Linked DNA regions of Sus scrofa: regions 2 and 3 are each linked to region 1. The links are chromatin contacts, called in public promoter capture Hi-C maps. All regions are on one chromosome and are shown on one strand. The core of a region is the stretch at or near the end of the contact, and the rest is flanking DNA. Distances in the headings are between cores, read along the strand shown.

What was found. Promoter capture Hi-C pulls out the DNA fragments that hold promoters and counts their contacts.
Region 2: a promoter capture Hi-C map of fetal skeletal muscle shows a contact between it and region 1, with 2.7 times the contacts expected there. The contact joins the enhancer-like site here to the promoter of MAD2L1 in region 1. A contact is called at or near these places in 3 of 5 promoter capture datasets (fetal skeletal muscle and liver) and 6 of 47 Hi-C or Micro-C datasets (adipocytes, embryonic fibroblasts, fetal heart ventricle and 3 more).
Region 3: a contact with region 1 is called in a promoter capture Hi-C map of liver, with 5 times the contacts expected there. The contact joins the enhancer-like site here to the promoter of MAD2L1 in region 1. A contact is called at or near these places in 3 of 5 promoter capture datasets (fetal skeletal muscle and liver) and 6 of 47 Hi-C or Micro-C datasets (adipocytes, embryonic fibroblasts, fetal heart ventricle and 3 more).

Annotation. Positions count from the first base shown.
Region 1 is chr8:103,926,016-103,928,715 of Sscrofa11.1, forward strand. MAD2L1 (mitotic spindle assembly checkpoint protein MAD2A) reads left to right here and starts at 1,343. Exons shown (of 5, transcript XM_003129223.4): 1 at 1,343-1,627; 2 at 2,381-2,527. The coding sequence starts at 1,555.
Region 2 is chr8:104,321,127-104,323,919 of Sscrofa11.1, forward strand. All of the region lies in intron 3 of PDE5A (cGMP-specific 3',5'-cyclic phosphodiesterase), which reads left to right. Among named protein-coding and RNA genes, the nearest start is that of PDE5A, 52 kb to the left of the region's middle. Within about 2 kb of position 1,500, at least 3 of the 83 cell types and tissues checked have an H3K27ac peak or open chromatin away from gene starts, as enhancers often do. A contact at or near this core is called in fetal skeletal muscle, where this site is marked.
Region 3 is chr8:104,346,180-104,348,919 of Sscrofa11.1, forward strand. PDE5A (cGMP-specific 3',5'-cyclic phosphodiesterase) reads left to right here. Exons shown (of 22, transcript XM_021101648.1): 8 at 2,160-2,268. Among named protein-coding and RNA genes, the nearest start is that of PDE5A, 77 kb to the left of the region's middle. Within about 2 kb of position 1,487, at least 4 of the 83 cell types and tissues checked have an H3K27ac peak or open chromatin away from gene starts, as enhancers often do. A contact at or near this core is called in liver, where this site is marked.

The sequences.
Region 1 (2,700 bases), core at 93-2,592:
ACCTGTTTCAGTCTTTAAACTGATCAAGTTTTGATATATAACACTGAATAGGCAGAGTTCTAAGGGCGTCCTCAAAATTTGTGGCCTCCAGGGAGCCTATCCTATAGAATCCCTCCACTTTAGTGTGGCCAGAGTAGTGATTATTAGGAGTTATCACTTTGAGGATTAAGTTCATCAAAGAGGAAATTATCTGACTGGGTCTGACCTAATCACTTGAGCCTTTAAAAGGGACCTCCCAGAAGTCAGAGACTGGAAGCCTGAGATTTATGGAAGGGCTACCTGGCAAAAGCACAAGACTGGCCTCTGCCAACAGCTGGCAAGCCAGTGAGGACATCAGTCCAAGAACAAGGATATTAAGTCTACCAAGAACCAAGGGCCTCAGAAGAGGACCCCTGATTTTAGGTAAGATCCCACTTGCAGACAAATACCCTTATTTCAAACTTGTGAAGACTACAGTAGAGAACTCACCTATGCCACGCCATGCTCCTGACTGAAGGACTGATAATAAATGGGTGTTGTTTTAAGCCACTCATTTGTGGTAATTTATTATGCAGCAATAGAAAACTAATACACTCAGGCATTTTTTCATACAATTAAATAACATTATGTAAGGTGGTTAAGTTTTTCAGATTTCATTTTACATTTTTTCTACCCACTTTAAGAATAAACTTGTTTCAAAACAACTGACATGCACATTAGTTGCGCGCTATCTCTTTAGTACTTCTCATCCTAACAATAAAATTCAAAATTCACGGAAAAGTTCTTCAGTGTTGAAAGGCCTTTTTGGTGAAGTGACCTTACTCCTGACCAGTCGCCGAAGGATGGCGGGGTGCAGAGTGCAAGCTGGACCATCAGAGACAGCCTCAGGCTGCCCCCAGACTGAGCCTAGCAGAGGGTCGGGGTGAGGAGTAGACGTGAGCTTTGCCCAGAACAGACAAGGGAAAGAAGAATGGACGCAGTTCATCCCTTTAATCCCTAAACCAATTTCTCAGGAAAAGCCGCGCGCCCACAAGTAATCAGGGTCTCTAATAAAACTGTGGTGCGCACGCAGTAGCTTTAGAAACTCCCAAAGCATCTGAGGAGTTCCGCCCGCCCACTAAGAATCACTGGGGCTACTTAAGGTACAGCTAGCAGACAGATCGGAGCATTTTCAAAATATCTTTCAAACTCAGGAGTTGTGCTCCTTACCCCTTCTGCCTGAAGACTCAAGGCGCGGCCACTAAAACCGCGATATACCGTCTTTGCCGCAAGCCCCCAGCTAGCCAACCAACTACCGCAGGAGTTCCACAAGGAACCCACCGCGACGCAACGACTCAACAGCGTGAGCACGTCCACCCACTGCGCAGGCGCGAAGAGCGGCTACGCGAGGAAGGAGAAAACAAGCCAGACCCCGTGGTGTAAGGGCGGGGCCTAAAGGCTCGTTGCGCCTGCGCGAAAGAGTCGACGGCGTCCTGCGTCGTTACTTTTGAAACCGGTGGCGGGGAACTACTCTGGAAGTCACTGGTGTGGCTGGTTGCCGCGTGAAAGCGCGTCTCTTCATCCGTGGGCCTGGCCATGGCGCTGCAGCTCTCCCGGGAGCAAGGCATTACCCTGCGCGGGAGCGCCGAAATCGTGGCGGAGTTCTTCTGTAAGTCCTTCTCGCGCAGGCCGGAGAGCGGGGAGAACTGTGCCCAGGCCGCCAAGTAGGCCCGCGGCTCGGTACGGTGGCGGGGAGAACCCATTGGGTCAGAGCGGACGCGAATCCGAGCCCTCTCAGTCTCAGCGTACTGCCAGGCAGGAGGGATCTGGAAGAGGCGGATGCAGGCGCCTCTTCCGGATGCGTTGCTAATGGTGGAGGAGGCGGCCTAGGTTCTGCTGAGGCCTGCCTGGCGATATAACCGCTTAGCCGGGAGCAAACCCCATACCCACCCCGAGGTGAATCAGGATTGACGGTAATGGGCTAGACTTGGGGAGGCGTTCTTCTGGACCAGGCCAGTTGCACCTTCTGATAGAACCTGGCAGGACTTGTGAGAAGAAAAGGAGGAAAAAAAGGAGAGGATTGCCTGGGCGTTGGACGACTCAGTTGCTTCTTTTGACATCCTCTAACCATAAAGTCTGAATTTAGAATTGTTTTACAATGAAATGAAATTTGGCACTGGTAGATAAATGCAGTTTGCCATGTTTCTTTTATTGCCACTTAAATGCAGATACCACTTTTTTGTTTAGAAGCAAAATTTTAAAGCTTTTTAATTTCACTTTGTACCTTTGAGCAAAACACAAACGCGTGTTTAAACATTTACAGCTTTACACCATTAATGAAACCATAGCCACATGACTAAATATGTTTTATTTCTCAGAATTACAAAATGAAAATGACTTTTAACATTTCTTTTGTTTTCAGCGTTTGGCATCAACAGCATTTTATATCAGCGTGGCATATATCCATCTGAAACCTTTACTCGAGTACAGAAATACGGACTTACCTTGCTTGTAACTACTGATCCTGAGCTCATAAAATACCTAAATAATGTGGTGGAACAACTAAAAGGTATTTCATTGTTGGAAACAGTTTTGAGTTTTGCCAGCATTCTAGGATCCATTTTCTAGCAGCTTGCTGGTCATTTTTCATCTGTATACCTGGTGGTGTAAAACACACTACCATCTCAAATATAGTGAAATAACTGGGAGGAAGAAAATAAATCAAAAAGAAGTCCCATCTTT
Region 2 (2,793 bases), core at 250-2,749, 400 kb after region 1:
CTTGGGTGTGGACAGATCTCTTCATATCGAGCAAAGGGCAGAGGAAAAGATGGACAGATATATTAACCAGTATTCCGATGCGAATTGTCCACCAAGTACATCACCCTAAAAACATTTGATCCCTCTGACACTTCTCCCATTATTTTCAGCAGCGTTGTGTCCACCAAGCAGTGAGTACATTCGGAACAATGCAATGTACTGAAGCTTCCGTAAGGCATAAGACATAAATCATGTCCTTAGAAAACAATCTAGTTGGGGATTTAATATGTGAGTAGAAAATGAGGTTAAAGATGAGAATACCTCATTGTCAGATGTATGGTATACACAGCTGCTACACAGAGTTACAGAGGAGTTTGAAGAGAAGCTTTTTGGATACTCAGCCTCAGTGGAGAAAGCGGAAGGTGATATTTCAAGGAAGGACATGAACAAAGGTCATTGTTGCATTTTAATTCAAAGACTCATGTAAGTCATTTTAGTTTAAATTGAGTGTATGGAATCTGAGTCTTCAATTTTCATCCTGTAGATGGATGGATGAAGTCATTAAAAGCTTTGAGTAATGAGATAATCTGTATGTGCAAAGCAGTATTCCAAGAAGATAAATTTGGTATAAGTGTCACAGATGGACTGAAGGCAAGAAAACAATTAGCAATGAGGTGTCAGGGCTTTGAAAGAAAGTAAGGATTTAGATGGTGAAACGCAAGATACTATATGCATGAGGAAGAGTGAAAAAGGAACGGGAGCATGCGAGAGTAATTCTAATGGAATGTATTCGTTTCTTATTGCTGCTCTTAAAAACTACTGGAAATTTAGTGACTCAAAACAACACAAATAAATGTATTACAGTTTTGGAGATCAGAGTCCAAAACAGTTCTCAGTGGAATCTCTAAGGAAGGATCTATACTCTTACCTTTTCCTGCTTCCGTGGGCTGCTCACATCACTTGGCTTATGGCCGCTTCCTCATCTTCACAACCTGCAGGTGCATTTTGAAATCTCTGACTCTGACTCTCTTATCTTCCACTGTCGATTATAAGGATTCTTGTGATGACATTGGGCCCACCCAGATGATTCAGAATAATCCTCCCATCTCCAGGTCCTCAGTCACATCTGCAGGTTTGTTTTGTCATTTAGGCAGCATAATCATAGATTCCAGGGATTAAGATGTAGACATCTTTGGAGGCCATTATTTTGCCTACCACATGGAATATGACCATAATTTGCTGATTGCCTAAGATTTGGAAGCGAGGTGAAAAAGCCCAGATTGGTCATGTGAACCCTCTCCATTTCATTTTGTCTGTGAAATAGGGGTGGGCAAGAGGATGGGGGTGGGATTCCCTTCCAAGCACAACACTGACTAGAATGTCAGCTCTGTGAGTTACAGGGAGTTATATCTGTCTTGTTCACTACTGTGTTGTCTTCATTGTCTAGAACAGTGACTGGTACGTACTAGGTGCTCATTAATTAGTTGTTGAATAAAATGTATTTGTTACCAAATGAATGAACAAGTTCAGGAAAAGTTTGACAGGAGCACTGGGGAGAATTCTCCACTGGCTCCTGTCTACGTGAGTTCTCATCTGCTTGGTGAAGTAAGGTTTTCGGCTCAAATCATAGATGCTTTAGAATCCTGTCATTGTAATAGAGACATTCTGTGTATGGGGGAGAGGGTAGTTAAGATTTGAGGATCCTGTTCCTTTTCCCCCTGCTGATCATACCCTGGTATGAGACACAGGGAAATGTATTGGGATTGACGTGTGGCCTCAGTAAGGGTCCGGGGCAGCTGCTGATTGAAGAAGGAACTGCTCACTGTGGCAATGATCACTTGCCCCTGAAGCGACCAGCTGTCACATTCCTCACTGCTCACCCAGTGAAAGTCAAGTCTTGGCCTTTGCATTCCTAAAAGAACACTTGACCTTGTGAGGACATAATATTCATTTACGCTATGAAATGTGCCAGTGAAACAGAAAACAGGGAAGTTTCTTTGTGCTTTAAAAGAAAAAATAGCATAGAGCATTGGTGTCTGAGGGTCCCTGCATGTAGCCAGAAGGAAGGCAGAAGTGATTGGGCTTCTGATACGGAAGCTAACATTTTGGGGGGCTTTGTCTTTCAGATATGAGGTCTGACAAATGCTTGCCATAAAAGCTGTCTTTGAAAACTGACATTTAAAAACCTATGGTTAGCAGTTCATTACTTGAAGAAAATACATTGATTGGTTTAAAGGAGCAAATAGATGGTAGAAGAAGGAAAGACTCTATCGACACACAGAGGGCAGGGGTGCTAGTTTTGCTTAGATCCTTGAAATTCAGAACATCAAAGTCTTTAGTCTTTCACTGTCTTGTTGTTTTTCTTTCTTTTCTTTTCTTTTCTTTTTTTTTTTTTTTTTTTTTTTTTTTTTTTTTTTTTTTTTTTTTTTTTGTCTTTTTGCCATTTCTTGGGCCGCTCCCGCGGCATATGGAGGTTCCCAGGCTAGGGATCTAATCGGAGCTGTAGCCGCCAGCCTACGCCAGAGCCACAGCAACGCAGGATCCGAGCTGCGTCTGCGACCTACACCACAGCTCATGGCAACGCCAGATCCTTAACCCACTGAGCAAGGGCAGGGATCAAACCTGCAACCTCATGGTTCCTAGTCGGATTCATTAACCACTGTGCCACGACGGGAACTCCTGTTTTTCTTTCTTTCTTTTTTTTTTTTTTTTTGGTCTTTGTCTTTATAGGGCTGCACTGGCGGCATATGGAGGTTCCTAGGCTAGGGGTCTAATCAGAGCTGTTGCTGCTGGCCTACACCACAGCCACAGCAA
Region 3 (2,740 bases), core at 237-2,736, 420 kb after region 1:
AGCCATGTGTCCAGATAAAAAGAAAGGGAGAAAAGTTACTGAGGGACAGCTGGGAGCCTCTGTGCCAGATGCTGTTCCAAGAGGATGGGCAGCCAGACTCTGTATTATTATTCATTCTGTGTCACAGTCTCCTACTGGGTTGTAAGTGCCTTAAGTTTTGTTTGTGGAGGTTTGTCTCCCTGTGATGCTAAGGGTGTGCTCCTCGAACAGGTGCTCTGTCTTTTGTTACCAAAGGCAGGAGCTAAGAACTTATCAGTGATTTTTATTTACAGAGTAAGAAATAAGATGGCATTACATAACCTTAATAAACCTAATGCTAATTTTTCCTAACCATCAAGAAAACAAAATTTTCAAGAAATTGAAGAAAAGAATTAGGTTTCGTGATAAAGTGAGAAAAAGAATGTATATATGTATGTGTGACTGGGTCACCTTGCTGTACAGTAGAAAACTGACAGAACACTGTAAACCAGCTATGATGGAAAAAATAGAAATCATTTTTAAAAGAGAATTAGGTTTCTATTGATTTAAAAAGTAATTTAAATACTTCTGCTTCTCTGTGTCAGTACCTTTGAGTCTGAATTTGTAATCTCTGCCAATTGCTTACCTGGATTTCGTCTGACTCCCATTGTTGGCATAATGATGATGATAAGAATAATAAGTTGTTTTTGTTATTACTATCATTATCAACATCACTTTAAAAGAGATTTGGACAAAGGTATGTTTGCCAGTGTACTTCTTTCCCTTCATAACTACCTTTTCATTTTTCTTATCTTCACTATAGCTTATTTTCTCTTCTTGAAACTTTTGCTGTCCATGAAATATTTGTGGTTTTAAAGTAGTTTCGTTAACCTAAATCCTGCACGTAAAATCTTTTCCTAAGATTCCACCAAGATAATATGTATGAAGTCGGAATCCAGGAGTATCCTAGGTCTGATTAGTATGACATTCTGCAGGCCTTCACAGATTATCATTTGAGGCTCAGTAAATGTTCAGTCTGAAGTTCATCTCTTCCTGCTACTATTGTCATGTCCCTTCCATTCTTTTTTCATATATATATATATAAAACACTGGATATATAGTTAGTACCTGATTTGACCAAATTCGTCTTCATCTAAAATATACAGCAAAAAAAGGAGACTAAAATATCTTGGCCAGGAATGAGGCCACAACTTCAGGAGTCTTTGTGGAGTCACTCGTGCTCATTTGAAACCACTGTCCTGGAAGCAATTCAGGCACATAGGGAGAGAGGGATGGAAGGTAGGAAAAGACTGGAACTTTGAGAACTCAGAACAGTGGATGTTTTTCCTGAGGCACATATTTTACTTTGAAATGTCTCCCGCTATTAGACTTTCCTGTTTTTCAGTTCATGATCTTACAGTTAATAGGCATATCCTTAAAGCTGGAGTAAATTTCCATAACCTGACCCTCTGCTGAATTCATCCCCATCACCAGGGAACACAGGACAGTTCCTGAGGGAAAGACATGCTCTGTTCTGTTTTCCCGACACCAGCACTGGCATTGCACTTATGAACCCTCTGACCTCGGGTTAATGTTTTATGTTCAACCTATTAAGCAAGAAACTAGAGAAAAAGCTGGGAAAACAGTGTGAATTCAGAAACGTTTTAATTTAACAAAGTGGCATAAAGGACCTCAAAGCAGAAAAAAGAAGAGAAAAGAGCTTAATAAAATTATTCTAAGCCTGCTCAATTTTTCCTTTGGTCTGAAATATGTAAAATATTGTTCTATTGGAATGAACAGATTAAGTAAATAATTGAGGAAGTAAAATAAGCACTAGACTAGTCGTTCTACAATCTGATGAGAAAATAAGACATGGGGAAAATTCATATGCGTTTTACATTATATGTTATAAAAATCAACATACCCATTAACAGTGGTAATAAAATACTATGACATTTTAAAACTTGTTTTAGACAGTTGAAGTATTGTGGGTCCTTTTTCTTTTTTCAAAAAACTTCAACAACAGTAACTACCAAAGTTGCAAATCATCGAATATGTTTAAACCTGCATATTCCAATTAAGATGTACATCTTGTGCTCTAATTTCAGACTGATATTTTTCTCTTGTAATCATCTATGTGACTCTGTTTTGCCTATGTTTCTTCACGGCGCGGAAAGAACTCATCTCTGTTATTTCTACAGGGATCGTGATACAAACAGAATCAATTACATGTATGCTCAGTATGTCAAAAATACTATGGAACCACTGAATATCCCGGACGTCAGTAAGGATAAAAGATTTCCCTGGACAGTAAGTAACCCAATTTTAGACTTAAGGCTTGAAAACTGTTTTCCCATCAGGTCTGCACTTATGATTATTACTCTTAACTGAAGGACTGGCTGTAGAGTTGGCTCTTTGGGAGTGATCTGTGCTTTCCCTACTGGTAAGAGGGAGAATAAAACAGTTTATAACATCTGTTGAGAGGTGATGAGCTCTACTTTAGTATTTTTCTCTATACTTTTAAAAATATGTATTAATGAATTGTCATAAACTAATTTTGAGGTAATTTAACTATTACCTACTGAATATCAATGACATTCTTTAGATAAGCATTGCTAGAGTTTTGAGTTTATTTTCAAAAATTAAGTTCCATGTGGCTTGAATGTCCGTCATTGGTAATCTGCCATGGTGAACAGCTCTGTGGAAAATTGAAAATCTGTTTTCTTTTGCGAACAAAGCTAAAAAGATCAGTTTCTCAGATACTGAAAACTTTGAATTCGAG